2 separate regions of the Zea mays genome follow, and region 2 is linked to region 1. Evidence: chromatin contacts called from public Hi-C data. All regions are on one chromosome and are shown on one strand. Each heading gives the region's core, a stretch centred on a gene start, on an enhancer-like site or on the middle of the called end of the contact. The rest is flanking DNA. Distances are from core to core; before and after follow the strand shown.

Region 1 (4,351 bases), core at 1,075-3,574:
GAGCCTGGCGGAGGGACAGCTGTCGGAGCGGTTGAGTCCTTGCTGACGTCCTCTTGCTTTCGTAAGGGGGCTGAGAGCCGCCGTCGTCACAGAGTGTGCGGGGCGTCATCATTGCCTATCTGGCGGAGCGAGCCAGATGGGACGCCGGTCTTGTTCCCTGCGGCCCGAGTCAGCTCGGGGTAGGGTGATGATTAGAGATGGCAATGGGTACCCGAAACCCGAAAACCGATGGGTTTTACCCCATTAGGGTATGGGTTTGGGTCAATTTTCATACCCATAAGTTTGTTAATGGGCATAAATCTATACCCGACGGGCTTATGGGTACGGGTTTGTTCCTATAGTACCCAAACCCGTGAACCCGTGGGTTTTTTAAACTCGACCAAACCTAGTGCATATTATCATTTTATTTTATAAACGAACAACAAACTTGTTATTCCTTATTTACTTCATAATTTTTATCAATTGGTGAATGTATTAGTAGTCAGTGAGAATGTTGCTTGCTTGCTATTATAGTTTTTATTAGCATTATATATGTGGTGGATGGATAACTTAGTGTAAGGTCACTTAATTATACAACTTATTATTTGTATTTCATTCTCTCTACTAATAAATTTTATACCAAATCATGAACTCGTTGTTCATTACATAAATTTTGGATCATGATATTATTAATCATTACGATACTTATTGATTATGAGAAGAACAAGTATATTGGAGATGAAACCCGCGGGTAACTCATGGGTACCCGTAAACCCGATGGGTATGGGTTTGGGCAAAATCTCAAACCCGTCATGGGCATGGGTTTTTTAATGGGCATAGATATTTTTCACGGGTACGGGTCTGGGACGGTAAAACCCAACGGGTTTGTACCCATTGCCATCTCTAGTGATGATGGCACCTCCTGTTGACGTGACTGGTCTGCGCCCTAGGTTGGGCGATGTGGAAGCTCCTCCGAAGCCGAGGTCGAGTCTGTCTTCCGTGGCCGAGGTTGAGTCCGAGCCCCTGGGTCGGGCGAGGCGGAGGCCGCCAGCTGAGGCCAGGGCAGAGTCCGAGCCCTGGGGTCGGGTGGAGCGGAGTTCGCCGTCTTCTGGGGCTGAGCCCAAGTCCGAGCCCTGGGTCGGGCGGAGCGGAGTTCGCCATCTTCCGGGGCTGAGCCCAAGTCCGAGCCCTGGGTCGGGCGGAGCGGAGTTCGCCGTCTTCCGGGAATTAGCCCGAGTCCGAGCCCTGGGTCGGACGGAGCGGAGTTCGCCGTCTTCCGGGGCTTAGCCCGAGTCCGAGCCCTGGGTCGGGCGGAGCGGAGTTCGCCGTCTTCCGGGGCTTAGCCCGAGTCTGAGCCCTGGGTCGGGCGGAGCGGAGCTTCCTATGGTGCCTTCGGCCGGGCCTGACTGCCTGTCAGTCTCACTCTGTCAAGTGGCACCGCAGTCGGAGTGGCGCAGGCGGCGCTGTCCTTCTGTCAGGCTGGTCAGTGGAGCGGCGAAGTGACGGCGGTCACTTCGGCTCTGCCGGCTGGGGGGGCGCGCGTCAGGATAAAGGTGTCAGGCCACCTTTGCATTAAATGCTCCTGCGATTTGGTCGGTCGGTGCGACAATTTGGTCAGGGTTGCTTCTTGGCGAAGACAGGGGCTCGGGCGAGCCGGGAATATGTTCGCCGCTGGAGGGGGGCCTCGGGCGAGACGGAAATCCTCCGGGGTCGGCTGCCCTTGTCCGAGGCTAGGCTCGGGCGAGGCGTGATCGAATCCCTCGAATGGACTGATCCCTGACTTAATCGCGTCCATCAGGCCTTTGCAGTTTTGTGCTGATGGGGGTTACCAGCTGAGAATTAGGAGCCTTGAGGGTACCCCTAATTATGGTCCCCGACACGGCTCTACCTCTATGGATCGCTCAAACAACGAGTCCGAGCCGGCTCGCAAGCCTGTCATATATATATGGGTGGTAATAGATCGTGATCCAAATGGTTCTTCACAAAATAGTAGGGCCATAAACAAATTTTAGTTAAAAAAGAAAGAAATAAGACCCGATCTTAATCTGATTCGATTCTTAAATCTTATAATGTAAAATTTAGAGTCAATTGTCACCTCTAACCATATCATGTAATGATATGTTATGATTATTGATTTATTTTTTATTTTTTTGGATTTAATTATAGATATAGTTTAAAATATTTTTAGGATCTAGTGATATAATTTATGTTTTAAATTTAATTTATTGTTGCGGTTGGCAAACCGGCTCACGAGCCCAATAGGACTAAGCCGCACCAAGCCGACCTCGGCTGATCGGATCCCGCTAAAAACACAAACGCAGCCCGCAGGCCCGCAGTAGGGGAAAGAAGAAGGCCGGAGAAACTAGGAAAACCGAAAAACTCGCGCGAACCTTGCAAAACTCGAACATTCTCCCGCGCCTACGGCTCCCTCCTCCCATCTCAAGTAAAATCTAACCGTCACAGCTTTTCCAATCCACCCATCCTCATTCCCGTTCGCCTCGCCGCTCCCCGACCTCGACTCGCCGAAATCCCGGGAGGAGAGGACGCGGGCGGCGCTATGGACACGGAGCCGTTCGACGAGGCGGAGCTCCTGGCGCTCCCACCGTCCCCCGTCGCGTCCCCGCCTCGTCGCCTCAAGCGTCTCAAGAAATCCTCCTCCCAAGCCACCGCCACCACCGCCACTACCACCAGCCCTCATGTCGGCTCCCCGCCTCCGCCTTTGTCGCCTCCGCCTCCGCCGCTGCTGGCGGAGGCGACGCCGGGCGAGGAAACCCTGGCGTTCCCTTCCCGCGACACCTCCCCACACCCGCCGACGCCGCCAGATGCGGATGCCCCGACTCCGCTACCGCATCCCTCTCCCGCCCCCGTGTCGCCGCCGCTGCAGCCGACCGTCACCCCCGACAACGACAGCGACGAGGAGGACGACGGGCTCGACCCGCTGTTCTCCGGGGCCGCCGGCGTCGCGCAGTGGGACCCGCTGGGCGCGCCGGCCGAAGGGGACGGTGAGGGCGACGACGACGACGACGGACTGGGGGGCGGCGGCCTCATCGAGGAGCTACGGAGGGAACAGAGGTCTGCGAAGAAGCGTCTCGACATGGACGAAGCGGACGGGGAGGTGGCTTCGGGTGCGGGGGCGAGGGCGGAGGCAAAGGGGAAGAGGAGCAAGAGGAAGAGGAAAGAGGAGGCACCGACCATGGAGTCGGCCCGGGAGAAGAAGCGATCTGAGAAGGTAACCGGCCGTTCTCTTTTGCGTTCTGGGTCAGGCCGTTGGTTAGTTCAGTTGCTGGCCGGTTTTGCTGATGTGTGGTGCTGTGGGTTCATGTGTGTAGGAAAGGAGGGCGCAGCTTGATTCGATCCATGCCGAGTCACAGAGGCTGCTGCGGGGTATACATACACGTCATTTGCACATGCGAGTAGAATTTAGATGGTGAGATTTTATCTTTGTTCTCATTTTTGTTCATTGTAGAGACGAGGAAGGCGTCGTTCAAACCAACTGTGCAGCCAGTTCACAAGCCCATCTCATCTGTCCTGGAGAAGATCCGCCTTCGTAAGATGGAGGTTCTGAAGAAGTACAGATTTTTCTCTCTGAGGTTTCCATAATTTGATCCCAATCCACTTCCCACACACAATCAGGAACCTTAAACAACGTTTGCTTTTCTTTACTTTGGATTTCAGATCAAATACTTCTATTGAAGACAGTGATGACAATGATGCTGTTCCGGAGCCAGTGGTTGATTTGGCTGAGCAATTGGATGTGCCTCAGTCTAAAGAAGTGGCACTTGATAAAGACTTGAGGATTGTGAGTTTTCATTAAATCCATTTGTCTTGATTATGTTATGCAGTGTCCAAAGAGTTTAAAGTGGCGTTGTAATTGCAGGATGGCGCTGAAAAGGAGCTTGGAGCAAATGGCCACAGCCTTGATCGGTGTGATAGTGTTCAAGAGGATGAGGTGAGCATTGCTTTCTCTAGATTAATATGCATTGCGGTGTCCATATAATACATTACTGATATAATAATCTGGCTTGCAGGATGGTTTGAGTTGCAAGGAGAAATATCTCTATAACTGTGGTACCAAAGCTTCAGATGAGGTATTGTCCCCTTATCCAATTCTGCTGCCATCTACAGCAAATAAATTGTCACAGCAGAATAGGAGGATGATTTATCTATATCATGCAGTAAATTGCAAGCAGGGATCTGAGATGTTATAAATTATGTGATCGCGGTCTTATTAAGCAGATTAATGACTTTAAACACACTACATATGCAACTACATTTGCAATGATGAAATTTCTGTATTAGCAAATAACAATTCATTGTTTGATTCTATCAGGAGCTCATAATACTTATCTATATTCAACATCTTGTTTAGCAA
Region 2 (4,379 bases), core at 1,467-3,966, 160 kb before region 1:
AACCGCTCTATATGAGATAAACACATATGCTAAGTGCTTCCTTTAGCAAACAAGATAAAACAGAAATTTATATGTACTTATTAAATATTCATAGGATAATAAACGTGTCAGAGAAGTAGAGAACTTTATTCCACCATTAAAAATTGTAGACAGAAGTAAAGTGAGTAATGATCAAGTGACATGTTAAGATTGTAAAGGATTCATAATTATCATCCACATGAGCATATGCATATGGATTAACACTTCCATGTTCTCTAACCGATGGGTAACTGGGGCTTGTAGGCTAAGGTTACAGCAGTCAATAACTATGTAACCCTCTTTCTACCATTGTAAAAGGATCCAAGTCTATTCTTATATCAAGGTCTGTACCATGGTACATCTATGAAAAATCTCCAACAGAAGTGACATGTACCATCTATATTAAAAAAAAACTCGGACGGGGAGGAAAAGACCGCCCTCCCGGTATAATGCCTAGGGTCGGCACTCGGCACTCAAGGATGCACACAACCCACGGATGGCTAAGAAGAGACTGAAATACTGGTCCCGGCCGAGAAAATCCCCGAACTCTGGCCTCCCATCACTAACGGGCCGGCGTCAACCGTCCGCTCTGCAACGGCCCAATCGGTAACCCGAGAGCGAATGAGGCACAACGAGGGGAATTTTTAACCAAGCCGGAAAATTCGCCCCCGAGGGAATCGAACCTGAGACTTGGAGGTGCTACTCGAAAGCCCTTAACCACTCGGCTAGAGGCCCTTTCGCACCATGCCACCATCATATATTTATGGTACCACTACAAAATAGATGCCAACAATATGCACCCTTCATCAATGGTGTGTATTTTGGTCAATAGAAACGTGAGCTCAATAATCAAAATATGAATTTCATAACATTATCTAGGATTTAGTAGTGTTTTGTTATTATTGCATTTCAATACCTCATGACGACTTCACATTAGTAACTAACAAGCGTTCTTACCCAGGTACAGGCACAACTTTGCTCTTTCAACAGAACCAAAGGTCAACAAAACTTGTCAGAGGCCAAGTATTCAAGCTAGTTAATGTGTATATGATTATAGTAGTAAAGAAAGTGACCTGTCCAATTCTGAAAGGTACTTCTCATATACAGAAAATGAAAGACGGCCTCCGCTCGAACATGAAAGTACATCAAAGAGATTTGCACAAGTTACTACATCAGCAATGGTTGGGATGGCAGGTGCTATTCTTGTAAAAGCTTCTGAGCTAACTGTGCTATCTACCTCAGCCTGCAAAGCGGGGGTGAAATTCAATACAACAAAAGGTACTGATATAAATCTTTGACATAACATAGAACTTGTGAGTGATGATGGAATGTTAACTAATTCTGTAACAGAACAAAGCAGTACCTTAACAGTGAGCTGGCTTGAAGAATAGGGAACCTCCCAAGCTAACATCATGTCAAAAGACAAGCGGCGAAAGCTCTTGTCAGCAAGATACCCTGTCACTTGTGATATCTGAGCAAGTGCCAGGAAGCAGCAGTACTCCAAAAAATTTCTTGCGTAGCTTTTTGGCTGCTTTATGGAATCAGATGCTTGCTTATCAAAGTTATTTTGTAGATCATTGGTAGAAACGCCAAGGATTCTGAAAGATATTTGGAACAAAAAAGAAATTGATCAACAATTAATGCAAGCAGATACACCGTATTCAAGAGAAATGTTGACTATAAAAGATAACAGTTTAAATTAAAAATAAAAATGGGCATATCCATCCAGTTGAGTTACAAAAACAAGTGCAACAAAGCACTAGTTCCTGCTGAAGCTGAATGGTGTCTGCTCCAACATGTGTGGTGTACAGGTTGGTTTGGTCAGTAAGATGTAAGGTTTTAACTCATCACAACAATAATGTTTCCTCAAATATTTTCAGACATAGAAGCAGTGGCAACAACAAATTCTGCTAGGAGGAAGAACAGGGTTGGGTTTTACTGGTGATCAATTTCCACATTTGGGCATCGGCAGGAGCTTGAACAATCTGCATCCTAGTCCCCTAGAGCATTTCCCTTTCCGGAGACACAAGAGAGGGAGGGCGTCAGGCGAAGCGCATCAAGCTCGGTCTCAGGCATTACCGGGAGCAGCGGGCGACGACGGCGTTGGCCTTGAAGGAAAGGCCAGCGATGGAGGAGCGCTGCACGGAGAGGGAGCCGTCGTCGTCGCCGCCGTCGTCCATGGCCGTGTCCCCGCGGCGGGGGAGGCCCCACTTGAACGACCCATCCCGCACCAGCCCCTCGAACCCCTCCATCAGCAGATCCCGCGTCCGGCTCATCATCGCCATCCTGGACGACGAAGGCGGCGGATCCGGTGCCGGTGCCGGTGCCAGAAACGGTTGGCCGCAGTGCAGCGGGGCTTTGATCGCGTACGGGCTGACGGTAGCAGAGACTACAAGGGTTGCTGACGGGGGAGGAAGAAATTAGAGCGGACGATGGAGAGGGGGTCGTCCGTGCTCAAACCCTCATCCTGATTGTCGTCGTCCTCATCTCTGACGCGTGCGTGGCCGTGGGTATCGCCATGTCGGGAAGAATGGCTTGCGGAGGACTCAGTGGTAAACGGGGTAAATAACCAACACGTTGGTGGGTTCTGTCCTATCTCCTATTTGTACAACACAAAAAAGCCAACGCACAATTTGTAAAGGCGGTGCTCCTTCGTTTGTCTTGCAGCGGAAAACTTAGGGCACGTACAATGAACAGACATCAAAATAGTTCTTCAAGTACAAAAGATAATTAAAAGATTTTATTATATAATAAAATATTTATAAATATAGTCTATTAATAAATACAGAAGTAGAGAAGGCTCTAGATTTTTTGCAAAAATCTTCTTTAGACATCTCAAAAATCTCTATATTAAATATATGTACATGCCTTTAGTGTAGTTATTATATTGTTTGAATACTAACTAGAAATATTTGTGGCTAATTTGGTAACTCCATTTTTAAAAGATTTTTATTTTCTAAAGAAAAAATAGAGCTGTCAACTTTACTTTTATTTTTAACATTGGTTGTTTAACCTCTTCGGTTTTATAAAATAAGATAAATAATCTCTTGAGCGAGTTTTTACGTTTTTAATGATATAGCACTAATTTAAGTAGTATTCAGTTTTATCTTTTCAGTACTGTTATCTTATAGTGTCTAAAATTTATATAATTTTACAAAAAGTGATAATTATATATTATATTTATCCTAATTTTTCTAAAATTTTAGAATTAACAGATTATTTACTAAAAAGCTACATAAAAAGAGTTTAATATATTTGTCTCAATTAATCTCTTATCTTCTAATGCTAAAATTTTACTAGAGCTAAATAATACTATTATCAAACTACTAATTTTTATTGATTTTATTAGCTAAGTTGATTGATCTTTATTCTAATTACTAATCAATTATATATTTAATTTTAAAAAATACTTATCAAACAGTAACAAATCTCCAATTTTTACACAAATCTTTTCCTAGTTAAACTCAAATACATAAAAATTTATATAGTTTTATGAGAACTTTGAATCTTGTCCCATAATTTACATAAATACTTCTCATAACTTTATATAGATTGAGATTTAAATTTCTCATAAAATTATAAAAATATTTGTATATATCTTAGTTTGGCTAAGATAATATCTATGTAAAAAATTAAAGATCATTTATCACTACTTGCTAGGTGCTTCTAAAAACAAATATAAATTAATTTAATTAGTAATTAGGAGAAAAACCAATTAACTTGATTAATAAAATAAAAAAATTTGTAGTTTAGTAATAGTTGTTGTTCACTTGTTCTCAAATGCTATAAATCAAGAACAAGACAACACAATTGTTAATGGTTAAAGGTCTTCGTCCTTCGAAGCATTATTTCCTCTCAGATATAATAATCTTCAGACGAATGTCATGAAGGTCATACCTTCATGATTTTATCATGTAAACATGAATATAAATAAAAAAGTAAAGGAATACAGAAGAATACAAAGAGATAAAGGTAATAATTGCTATATATCAATAATCCATTTATCATTACCTTCATTAAACATGAATAAACATTAACAATGTTCATATTACAATGATACCTTCGGTTTGCCAAAAGGCGGGAGAGCGAGAATGGTGTGATAGAGATTACAATCTAGCGTGAACAGTACGGGGGTACTGTTTATCTATTTATAGGCACGAGACGCAATCCGGGTAAAATTACATCCATGTCCTCGAACATTTGTTTACAAGCAACTAAAACTAATAAGGTCCATCTAGTCCTTTTTCCTTCTCTGCTTGGTCTGGGCCGAAGCTATTGAGCTTCGGCGTTCTGCGTTGTCGCCTCTACGCAGAGTCTTCGTCTTGAGGGGCTAAACCGAGGCTGAAAGTAATTTTGACGAG

The links. A called contact is a pair of places that touch in the nucleus more often than the background predicts.
Region 2: a contact with region 1 is called in a Hi-C map of tassel, with 3 times the contacts expected there. The contact joins the promoter of LOC103644231 here to the promoter of LOC103644229 in region 1. A contact is called at or near these places in 5 of 25 Hi-C or Micro-C datasets (ear, endosperm, leaf and 1 more).

The regions. Positions count from the first base shown.
Region 1 is chr1:298,363,016-298,367,366 of Zm-B73-REFERENCE-NAM-5.0, reverse strand. It overlaps LOC103644229 (hepatoma-derived growth factor-related protein 2), which reads left to right and starts at 2,324. Exons shown (of 12, transcript XM_020547017.3): 1 at 2,324-3,208; 2 at 3,309-3,363; 3 at 3,446-3,569; 4 at 3,655-3,778; 5 at 3,857-3,928; 6 at 4,008-4,067. The coding sequence starts at 2,537.
Region 2 is chr1:298,527,115-298,531,493 of Zm-B73-REFERENCE-NAM-5.0, reverse strand. LOC103644231 reads right to left here and starts at 2,716. Exons shown (of 9, transcript XM_008667429.3): 1 at 2,098-2,716; 2 at 1,382-1,616; 3 at 1,092-1,261; 4 at 1-7. The coding sequence starts at 2,303.